3 separate regions of the Mus musculus genome follow, and regions 1 and 3 are each linked to region 2. Evidence: chromatin contacts called from public promoter capture Hi-C data. All regions are on one chromosome and are shown on one strand. The core of a region is the stretch at or near the end of the contact, and the rest is flanking DNA. Distances in the headings are between cores, read along the strand shown.

Region 1 (3,766 bases), core at 939-3,438, 860 kb before region 2:
TCCAACCTTGTGACACACAGTGCTAAGCTTTTATCCAAACCCCCAGAAACCTTAGAAATTCCCCCAAAAAACCCTTGCAGCCAAGAGATCGTCTGGAAGCAGAGACAGGAGTCTGGCAGGAGCCTAGATTTTGGAATCAGACAAACCCAGGATTACAACCCAAGGCTGCTACTTATCCGGCTCTGTCATTTTGTGGGGGCACATGTTTGGCTCTGTAGCGCCTCTGCAAATGTTAAGAATAACAAAAAAATTTGAAAGAGCTGACTCAACTCCTGGTCTCTATTTTAACCCCCAAGTCCTCCAGCATTGGAGGACCTGCCCATGGACTGGCGGGAGTTAAAGAACAGTTGGAGGAGGGGTGGTGGTGGAGAATCCTGCGTGCCTGTCTCTCTCCCTGTGGGTGTCAACATTGCTGACAGAGAACTACACCCTCAGCCCCCAGCGATGGGCTTGTTTTGCAACTGGGAAGGGGTCAACGGGTCACTTAGGAAATTTCTAACTAAAGGACTTAGGAAATCAGAATTAGCTTGTAGCTGTTTGTTCGGTCAGCTTGCAGTGTGTCGAGCCATGCAAAAATTTGGACCAGGAGCCAGGAGGCCCGGGTCCTTTGGTGACCTGGAGCCACCATCACAAGTACTTTTTAAGCAGCTAAGAGTACACAAGTACTCAGCTCGCGCTCACATAGAAGGTGCAGCCATACTAGGAGGAGCAAGCCATCATTTCTAGACTTTCTCGGGCTGGCGAGTGGGAACTGAACCCAGACAGCCAGACTCCATCCCCTGCCTGCTTTCCCAGCCTGGACTCCCTGTCTCCAAGCCCCACAGGCTCCGCTCTGACTCTCTCTTGTTTTATTCTTTTGATTTTTAAGGAGTTGAAATTGCCACCTTGACCATCCAGGACACAAGAGTCAGCTGGTTCTCTCAAAGTTGAAAAATACCCTGCTCTGCTGTGGGTGGTCCAGGGGCCTCAGCAGCTCACTCAGTGACCTCTAGCACTTAGGAAGCCCAGGACCAGACCCAGGGACAAAGGAGCCATTGAGGCCATTCCTGCAGTGTCTTGTATGCAGTGTGGAGAGAGACTGTACCCATTCCTTCAGCACCTTCTCCCTCTCTGCCACACATTCCCCACTCTGTCTGTCTGTCCATCCTTTAATATACTAGGTCGTATCTGCTCCTCCCTGCTTTCCATATGAGGACACTTGCTTCAGGGAAGAGAAGGACAGGGCTTCCACCTGAACCCAGACCTTCTGGTCCTCTGTTAATTACACTCCCTACTACCTTGATGACGTCAAACTTGCTCCTTAAAGCACGAGCCTGGGCTGGCTAGACTGCTATGTTAGTGAAGTCAAGTAGGGAGGAGGAAGAAGAAGAAGAGGAGGAGGAGGAGGGTATTGGAGCCCTGTAGCTTGTCGTGTTCTGAAAAATCTTTGCGAATGTCTCCTCTAGAATCCATCTTCTGGGAAATGGAAGACACTAGAAGCTTCCACGTGCTGTTCTTTGAGTAGTACCATGGCAGCCCCAGCGGCAGCAGGACCCAGGCTTGCGACAGGGAGAGGCTTGCTTGTTGCTTGTGGCTGAGGCCACTGTGGTTTACATACTGACCCCAGCTTCCCTCCAAGTTCTGCCTCCCTCCTAGACACTGAGAGCCCCAAACTGACTTTAACAAAAGTGCTTAGCCCCCTTCCTTCCAATAAATCTTAGCATGTGGCTTAAAGCAGCTGGGTCTCAGTTTCCCTCTCAGGACTTTTCAGATTCTAATCGTGCCCCTAGCTAGAACGTCCTATTTGACACAGACCCTGACTGCACTTTTTCCTCTTTGGTGTTCCCAGCTGCACAGTGGGTTGAGGGTCAGACATGCCCACCTCGAGATCCGGACTGGAAGCTGATGGAGGCAGACGTGGGGTGGGAGGGAGCTGCACTCACGTTATGCCCTTGGTCTTCTTTGATGACTCTGAAGAGCTCCCATTCGCTGGACTGGGATCCTGGCTCTGCAGCTTCTTGGCACTCTCAGGAAGGTCCAGATTGAGAGGGGTGGCTACCTGCGGACTCCTGGCACTCTTGGTCACAGACATGATGGCTTCAGAAAGGGCAAGCTCAAGGTAGGGAGAGGGCAATCAAGGAGGTGTATGTGCAGGTGCAAGTTGGGCCCAGTAGATCTGACCGGAGAGCTTGCTCTGGCCTGGCTGGAATGAGACCACGCCCACCTGCATGGACACCCCGCCTCCTCTTGCTTAAAGAAACCCAGCGGGAGAAAGAGAGGAAGGAGGGATTTGGGAAGAGAGCCATAAGCTTTATTGATATTACCCAATCAACCACAGTGCAGTTAACTTTTTCTTTTCTTTTCTTTCCTTTCCTTTCCTTTCCTTTCCTTTCCTTTCCTTTCCTTTCCTTTCCTTTCCTTTCCTTTCCTTTCCTTTCCTTTCCTTTCCTTTCCTCTCTCTCTCTCTCTCTCTCTCTCTCTCTCTTTCTTTCTTTCTTTCTTTCTTTCGTGTGTGACAGGATCTCCTGTAGCCCAAAGTGGCCTGTAATTCATTAGATAGCTAAGGATCATCCAGAACTTTTGAGCCACCTGCCTCTACCTCCTGAGTGCTGGAATTACAGATGTGTCCACCACCGCATCTGTTTTTATACAGAACTGGGGGCAGGACCCAGGCCTTTAAGCATATTAGGCAAGCAGTCCACATCTGAGCCTTATTTCCAGTCTATCCTGATAATTTTAATGACGAGAGCCGAACTATTTATTACACACTCCGCTAAGGGGGTACCCATTTCTGTCTCTGAAAAAAAATGCCTTCCTGTCTTCATCTCAGGGCAGGCTTCCCAGGTCCTACCAGCCTGCAGTCAGCTCTAAGAAGATGGGAGGGGCAGCTGGCACCTCACCTAGAGCAGGGCTCTTTCTAAGGTTTCACGTGTAATTCTGAACTCGTGGCCTGTCTGTGTGTTTGTATGCATGCGTGCATGCTGTGTATATGTGGAGGTAAGAGCTGGATTTGCGGTGTCTTCCTCAAACATAGTGCTGACTTAATACAGTGACTCATGTTGTGGTGACCCTCAGCCATAACAGTTTCATTGCTACTTCATAAACTGTTGCCAGTTATGAATTGGCACGTAAATATCTGATATGCAGGAGAGTTGATATGTGGCACCCCCCCCTCCCGGGGTCGCCACCCACAGGTTGAGAACTGCTGAAGAGGTGCCTTTACTTTCTGAAGGCTCCATGGAGGGAGAAGGAAAGGAATGAATTCTGCATGAGTCCCAGGCGCGTTTTCCCGGGCAGGCCACGGTTCAGGGGCTTCAGGGGCGACCGGGTGTGATCTGCTTAAGGTTACAATGTGGCTTCCGGGTTGGAGCTCTGGACCGGAAGATGGTCTCGGGAGCTTCTTGGGATTCTGCTCTCTGTCATTATCTCTGCTCAGGGTAAACGAACCAGCCAAACTCTCCTCTTCTACAAATTATAGCATTTTTCTTCTTGTACCAGTCTCCCCACCACCATCTCCTCCTCAGAAAGCAACATTTACCGAGGCCGTACTGTGTGCCAACAGTGTAGCTTAAAACACCCCCATGGTATCAGGAACACCTAAGACAGACTCTGAAGGACCTGTCCCTTACCAGGGTTCTTTCTAGGGTCCGGCGTGCAATTCTGAACTTGTGGCACGTCTGTGTGTCCTATGCATACATGCATAGTGTGTACACTCAGAGGTTTGGAGATACTATGTAGCCCATGGCTGTCCTGAAACTCACTCTGTAGATCAGGCTGGTCTTGAGCT
Region 2 (3,725 bases), core at 722-3,221:
CGTCAGACGAGGACTGGAGAGGCTAAATAAGCCTGTAACAGTTTACTGCACGAACCGCTTCCCTAAGTGAATACAAAATTGTCATTGTGAGGACTCACACCTATGAATTTGAGTACAGCATACAGCCGGAAGTATACAGATTCACGCCTACATTCCTCAAAAAAAAAAAAAAACCCACAGATTTTCTCAAGTAATTTAGAAGCAGAGAAAATGAAAAACAAGTATTTATCATCACAAGCTTAGAGAAGGAGCCTCTAATTGTAAGGTGCAAGGGAAACAGAGTGATTTCCCCAGAAACTCACCTGTCTCTTAATCACCTCTACTGCTCTAACTTATGAGTTCTGTGTACTTTGCATCCCTCAGTATCCCTACCTACCATAAAACTGGCTTCAAGATATCTATATCTATACCTCTATCTATCTATCTATCTATCTATCTATCTATCTATCTATCTATCTATCTATCTATCTACACACACACAGAGAGAGAGAGAGAGAGAGAGAGAGAGAGAGAGAGAATTTAACTTGCTATTTCAATCAATTGACCAATACAGCCACAAAGAAATATCTGCCTTCACTGCTGTATACCTGTCTCAGATCATACAGCAGGAAGAGTTCACGATATCCTCCAGACTTTGGTTCAGAGAAAAACTTGAACACAGGCAGTAAAGTGGAGCAGGGGCAGCAAAGAGGCAGCAGGTTGTAGAAGCACCCCCCCCCCCCCCAGAATGTGATTCTCTAAGCCCAGATCACATGCACACATTTAAAGTGAGGTTTCTCCTCAATTCTCTCACACATCGATGCCCCTAAGAAGCTGTCTCACACCTTCTTAGAAACACAGGTGGAAAAACATGGAAAGAATAAGGAACACCAGGTAAAGAAAGTGATAGAGCTGTGATTTTACTATGTTTAAGTGGTGGCAATTCCCACCTGTTCAAACGGAGACCAAGCTGATTTTACCTGTGAGATAAATCTTGAGTTCATGTGTGGAATTTTCATATGCAACTATTTTACATACATATAAACTCTTGTTTCTTAATTTCCCACTTAACGCTATCCTCTGTGCCCCTCCCTGATTCTATCTTCCCACCACGCTAAGTCTTTCTTTGAATTCAGAATGGACGAGAAAGGTGGGATGCTGCCCCAAACCATTCCCTCGATACTCACCCTGAGCCCCATGAGATAGTAGAGGACGCTGATGAGGGTCATCGGGAGGATGTAGAAGAGGAAGGAGGTAGCTTGGATGATGAAGTTATACACCCATATGGGTTTGGTGACTGTGCAGGTGGCAGAGCCGGGCACAGAGGACCCGTTGGGAAACTGCTGGAACTTGATGCCATGGATGCTGGTGTTGGGCAAAGAAAAGACCACAGAGAAGCTCCAGACTAGGCTGAGGATCCTGAGGGCCCGTCGCCGTGTGCTCTCCAGCTTGGCTCGGAACGGATGGACAATGGCCACGTAGCGCTCAATGCTAACCGTGGTGACACTGAGAATGGAGGCAAAGCACACAGTCTCGAAAAGGGCTGTCTTGAAGTAGCATCCCACCGGCCCAAACAGGAAGGGATAATTGTGCCACAACTCGTAGACCTCCAGTGGCATACCTAAGAGCAGGACCAGCAAGTCTGAGACTGCCAAGCTGAAGAGATAGTAGTTGGTGGGTGTCTTCAAAGTTTGATGTCGGGCAATCACCAGGCACACCAGAAGATTGCCTATCACCCCCACCACGAAGATCAGCGCATAGACCACAGACACTGGAAGGGATAGGTCACTGCGCTTGGGTCCACACAGGTAGGCCAAGTACTCCTCTGTGCTGTTCAAGTACTTCATGAGAGAATCGTGGATCCAGGAAGCATTTTCAAGTTTTCCCATTACTGAGCTTAAAATCCACGACCACGGGTATCCCTTGCTCTTGAGGCTCTGTCTCAAGCTGAGCCAGAAAGAGTCTGAAAGCCGAGGCTCCTGAAGAAGGTCTCAGAGAGTGAAAGGATAGCATCAGCCTCTAGGGCTCTCCTCTCACGCTGTTAATGCCTTTTGAGGACCACCCAAGCCCCGCCCCCGGCACGCTGTAGGCCAATGAGGGTGTTAAGCTGCACTGTGGGAGAACCAGGCAGGTTGGTGTGAGGGCTTTGTGTTTGGGGAGCAAGAGAGGAGGGACCTCCCTGTGACTTGGACGCAGCCACAGAGAATCAGCTCACACTGAGTGAGCTGCCTGCACCACCTGAGGAGTGAGCATTCCCAGCCTGGCCAGCCTCAGAGTTGTGGGGCTCTGGGGAGAAACACAGGAAGGGCTGAGGAGCCTGACTGCTAAGGCAGTCTCCATTGGTCTCTGATCACTCTATGTCCTGTCAAAGAGTGGAAGATCAATCGATTTCTCCGATTATATTGTTCCTTTGGGCAATCAGGGCTCTCTGGGAAAAGCATGAGACATATGATTTTGGGTATCTCAGTGGCTGAAAATCAGCTTTTAGGTTTTAGCCTTGCCTAACGACCTCAGCAGCTCAGAAAGCAAGTCGGTTTCAGAACCAGGTTATTAGAAATAAAGGAAATTCAACTCTCAGAGTTCCCTCCCTCCTTTTTCTGCTTCCTGCTGTCTCTCTCCTGTCTCTTCCTCTCTATTCTCCTTCTGTTTGTCTGTTTGACTCTTCCTTCTCCCTCTCTGTCTCTGTCTCTGTCTCTGTCTCTGTCTCTGTCTCTGTCTCTGTCTGTCTGTCTGTCTGTCTCTCTCTCTCTCTCTGTGTTTCTGTCTCTTTCCCTTCTCTCCTACTCCTTTACCTGTCTGTCTCTGTTTGTCTCTGTCTCTGTCTCTCTCTACTACATTCATTTATTTTGTTTTGATCAGCATATACATTCTACTAGATATGCTTTAGTGTAACATATGTTAAACATAACATAGTTTATGTTTTACAGGAAACATAAACCTATCAGTCATTCCTATTGCTGTTCACAGAACACACAATGGAAGCAACTTGCATGAAGAACTTGTGGGGCTGGTGAGATGGCTCAGGACTAAAGCTTTCCACAAAGTCTGGCCACTGGAGTTCAATCCCTGAGACTTACAGGTTAGGAGAACCAATTCCCACAAGTTATCTTCTAACCTGCACACATGTGCCATGACACACATTATGTACACACACACACACACACACACACACACACACACACACACACACGCATGTGCAAGCAGGTAAGCCAAACCAGAAACAAACAAATAAATAAATGCAATATTTAAAAAGTGAAAAGGTAGAATCAGAAGGGCTTAGTCTCACTCACAATTTAAGAAAGGTTTCAACGGTCTGTAGTGGTGGGGACGGCCATAGGCACACAAGGAGCTGGTCACGCTGTAGCCACAAAGCAGAGCGATTAATACTGAGGCTAAGTACAGAGTTTTCCTTTTTTATTCAGTCCTGGACCTCACTTAATGGGATGGTGCCTTCCACATTCAGGGACGATCTTCCCTCCCCAGTAAAGCCTCTCTGGAATGTCCCTCACCGACACAGACACAGATTATCTCCTGGGTGATTCCAAACTCAATCAAGTTGACAGTGTAGATAAATCCTCGCAGCCAATGGCTACCTATGCTCCACTGAGGTTTGGTTTTGTTTTGTTTTGTTTCTCTTAGGGTATCTGAAAATGTACAAGCAAAATAATAAATTATGTTTCCAGATAAAAGTTGATAAAAAACTTGCAGAGGAAGTCAAAGAAGGCTTATTTCAGCATATGCCTTTG
Region 3 (3,641 bases), core at 146-2,645, 840 kb before region 2:
ATGTGTGTGTCGTGTATGAAGTATGTGTATGTGTGAAGTTGTCTTTGCATCTCTGTGTGTGTGGTATATGGAGTATATGCATGTGTGGTATGTACTGTTTATATCTCTGTGTGTATGGAGTACATGTATGTATGTGTGAGGTGTATGGAACATATGCATATGTGTATGTATGTATGTATGTATGTATGTATGTGTGAGGTGTATGAAGTATATGTGTGTGTATGGAGTATATGTATGTGTGTGTGGTATATGGAGTGTGTATGTGTGTGTGGTGTATGAAGTATGTGTATGTGTGAAGTTGTCTTTGCATCTCTGTGTGTGTGGTATATGGAGTATATGTATGTATGTGTGGTATATGTTTGTATGAGTATATGTGTATATGTGTCTGTGATGTATGGAGTATATGTTGTTTGTGTGTGTGTATGTGTGTGTGTGGTGTATGGAACATATGTGCATGTACGTATGTGTGTGGTGTACGAAATATATGTGTGTACATGGAGTATATGTACGTGTGTGGTGTATGGAGTATATGTATGTATATGGTGTATGGAGTATATGTCTGTGTGTATGTGGTGTATGGAGTATATGTATGTGTGTGTTTGTGGTGTATGGAGTATATTTATGTGTGTGGTGTATGGAGTGTGTGTGTGTGTGTATGTGTATGTGTGTAGCATATGGAGTATGTGTGTGTGTGTGTGGAGTGGGGCATCGGGGAGTCAGATGGTGACATTGTCTGCTTGAGTTGTTCCCTCAACTTTTTTTCCCCACAGGTTCTCTCACTGAACCTGAGCCCACTGTTTTGGCTAGATCAGTTAGTCTGCTGAAGAGACCAAGGGATCCTTCTGCTCTGGCCCCAAGCTCTGGTGTTACTGGCACACATTGTCTTGCCTGGCTCTTTATATGTACTGGGAATCTTAACTCAGGTTCTTATTGTATCCAGTAAACCATTTTCCCAGTAGCCCCTTTTAAATTTTTTTGAAGCAAGGTATCTTTAAATCACCCAGGGTATCCTTGAACTCACTCTATAACCCAAACAGGCCTTGAACTATTTTTCTTCTCTGCTCTGGTATTGCAGTCTTGTACCATCAGGCTTAGCTGCACGATTTATTTTTTAAAAGGTGCAAACTTGTGATTATAAACCAGTAAATGCACGTTAATATATGCTGAACAAATAAATTTTAGCAAGGCTAAAAATTACGGATATTTTGCATGCCGACTTCCCTGGAGACTGCCTCAAAATCTAGGTCGTCTGCCTTAGCTCTGTGGTGGTCTCAGAAGCACTGCCCTTTCTGAAGCAGCGGCTGACGGCCGCCAGGTGGCGCTGCAGAACAAGGGTCCGGGAGGAGGAGCACGGAATGGAGCGGCACGTGACCTGGGCTAGGGAGCCAGCATCACGTGACAGGGCCCGGAAGCGGCTGTCCAGGAGGCTAGAAAACCATGGCTAGGGGTCGGCGCTGAGGCTACGCGAGGTGGGCTGAGCAGGAGCGGGAGCCAGAGCCGGAGCCGGAGCCGGAGCGGGAGCCCGGGCCGGGCAGGGCCGACCGGTGAGTAGTGCGTGCCCTGCGCTGCAGTCGGGAGTCACCTCCTGCTGTAGCACCTCCCGCCAAACGGATGCTGCTGCTCAGGGACAGGTCACCCGTGGGGTGGGGTCTCCCATGCACCTTTGACAGGTGTTCAGTCATAGTTCCCAGGTGACATCGGCAGTCACTGACGGCTAGCTCGGACCAACCCTTCGTTTGCAGATGTGGCTGTTCGAGCTATGCCCTTGCCTTGGGTCACAGGGTACCAGACCGCAACTCCTTTCCTCCGAGAGTAGGGGAAACTGAGGTCCAGGGCTGTGTGTGGGCTTCCGAGGTATCCCTGCAGCAGGGTGTCAGCTTCTGCAACTGTTTGTTTTCTGCCACGTTGCCATCTGCGGGGAAACTCGCCCTGTGAAAAGGCACTTGTCCCTTCCGCTGTGGGTCGCGCGTCCTTGTTTAGCTCCGCTGTGTCTGGGCTCTCCACGCCAGGCTTGAGTTCTGGGTGTGGTTCTGTTCACTGATGGCTTTTTCCTTTCCTTTCCTTTCCTTTCCTTTCCTTTCCTTTCCTTTCCTTTCCTTTCCTTTCCTTTCCTTTCCTTCTTTTTTCCTCTCTCTCTCTCTCTCTCTCTCTCTCTTTCCTCATCACTCAGCAGGCTTCGTTTCTAACCGTTCTGCAGTTTTGTGGAAGTCACTTAGAAATATGAAATAGGACCTGGGATAGACTGGAGGGACCAAGAGAGCTCTAGGGCATGAAAAGCACAGATGTTAACTTGAAGACCGCTTGCTTTTTGTTTTGTTTTCTGAAATTTGACAGATTCAGGTAGCGACTGCTTATATGGATGGAATTAGGGGGTGGGGGCTTGTTGAGTCAGGATAGCAACATAGTGTCCTGGAAGGAATTGACTTTGGGGAATCTGCAGAGCGTGTTTTAGCTTTTGCCTCTTGCTTGATGCCTTAGGTGACTTTGAATCCTCCCTCACCCGGGTTTACATTTTCAGTGTATGAATGATGGTAGGGTCCTTTTGTTATGAAACTCATATTTTTCCTGTTTGATTTTGTTAGGAGAGATTTACCCCCTCCTTGTAATCTGTAGGCAGTAGCCTACAACAAGAGTAGATCTTGTTCTAAAAGAATTTTACCTGTTTCTAATTGTCTTGAATCTGCCCCCCCCCCATTTATGGCTCAACTAGACATTCATAATTTTAGTTGTCTTTCTCATGACCAAGATCTCTTTTGCCTCTAGTTTGCATCCTAATTTATAGTAACTAACAGGTACATTAGTGCATAGGGTTTTTTTTTGGATGGAACCCAGGGGTTCCAAACACTCTGGAAGTAGACTGCATCTACGGCCGGGCTTCTTAAAAGCTGTTGTTGAGGTTACAAGTAAGAGGCTCGACTCTCAGCCCTTGGCTTTGACCTGAGGCTGGGCCTGCTCTGGTGGGGTCTGTGCTGCTGCAGCCTCTTTGTTTTTATGTCTCTGTTTTCTCCTTAAACCCGGTGGCTGTTTGTTCAGCCTCCTGCCTGTTTAGCTGTCTTTGTCTAGCCGGGAGTCTATAAAGGAGAGAGGGATTTATGTATTTGGTTATTCAGGAGACTACAGTTAAGATCAGTGCGGTAAGGGAAGTGGTTTTGAGCATAAAAACTTTCAAGGAATCAGTTCTCTTTTGCTTTGGACACAGCGTGGAACTCCTTGTCACCACAGGGAGTTGTCATTGGGCATTTAATTGATTACCTTGGGGAACGTTGTAGGTGAAATTGCTGTGCTGGATAGAGAGCTGACCTAAATACAGTCAGTTGTGTTTTCCTTCTTTATCTCTGTCTCCCCCTCTCCATCCCCCCCCCATTCTCTCCGTCTCTCCCTGCCCTCCTATCCCCCTCCATAAGTCAGAGCACTGTCACAGGCACTGTCTATCTACCTTTGCCCTTGAGCTTGCTGATTGATTTGGTTGGGCTGGCTATGAGTCCCGTGGATTCCCTTTCTCCACCTCACCAGCGCCAGGATTCTGAGGACATGGTTGTCTTGTCCTGGGAACTAAACTCAGGTCCTATGTTTGCAAGGCAAGATTTTACTGACGGTTACCTCACCAGCATCCCATTGTCTTGCTTTTTGCCCCCACGCCA

What was found. Promoter capture Hi-C pulls out the DNA fragments that hold promoters and counts their contacts.
Region 1: a contact with region 2 is called in a promoter capture Hi-C map of stem cell-derived epiblast-like cells, with 2.6 times the contacts expected there. The contact joins the promoter of Slc36a2 here to the promoter of Nmur2 in region 2. A contact is called at or near these places in 2 of 39 promoter capture datasets (hippocampal neurons and stem cell-derived epiblast-like cells).
Region 3: a promoter capture Hi-C map of embryonic stem cells shows a contact between it and region 2, with 4 times the contacts expected there. The contact joins the promoter of Slc36a1 here to the promoter of Nmur2 in region 2. A contact is called at or near these places in 3 of 39 promoter capture datasets (embryonic stem cells, hippocampal neurons and liver).

What each region holds. Positions count from the first base shown.
Region 1 is chr11:55,182,889-55,186,654 of GRCm38.p6, forward strand. Slc36a2 (solute carrier family 36 (proton/amino acid symporter), member 2) reads right to left here and starts at 2,189. Exons shown (of 10, transcript NM_153170.3): 1 at 1,923-2,189. The coding sequence starts at 2,071.
Region 2 is chr11:56,039,016-56,042,740 of GRCm38.p6, forward strand. It overlaps Nmur2 (neuromedin U receptor 2), which reads right to left and starts at 1,972. Exons shown (of 4, transcript NM_153079.4): 1 at 1,167-1,972. The coding sequence starts at 1,868. The region is part of intron 4 of LOC115485826 (a long non-coding RNA gene); the gene reads left to right.
Region 3 is chr11:55,202,945-55,206,585 of GRCm38.p6, forward strand. It overlaps Slc36a1 (solute carrier family 36 (proton/amino acid symporter), member 1), which reads left to right and starts at 1,396. Exons shown (of 11, transcript NM_153139.4): 1 at 1,396-1,544.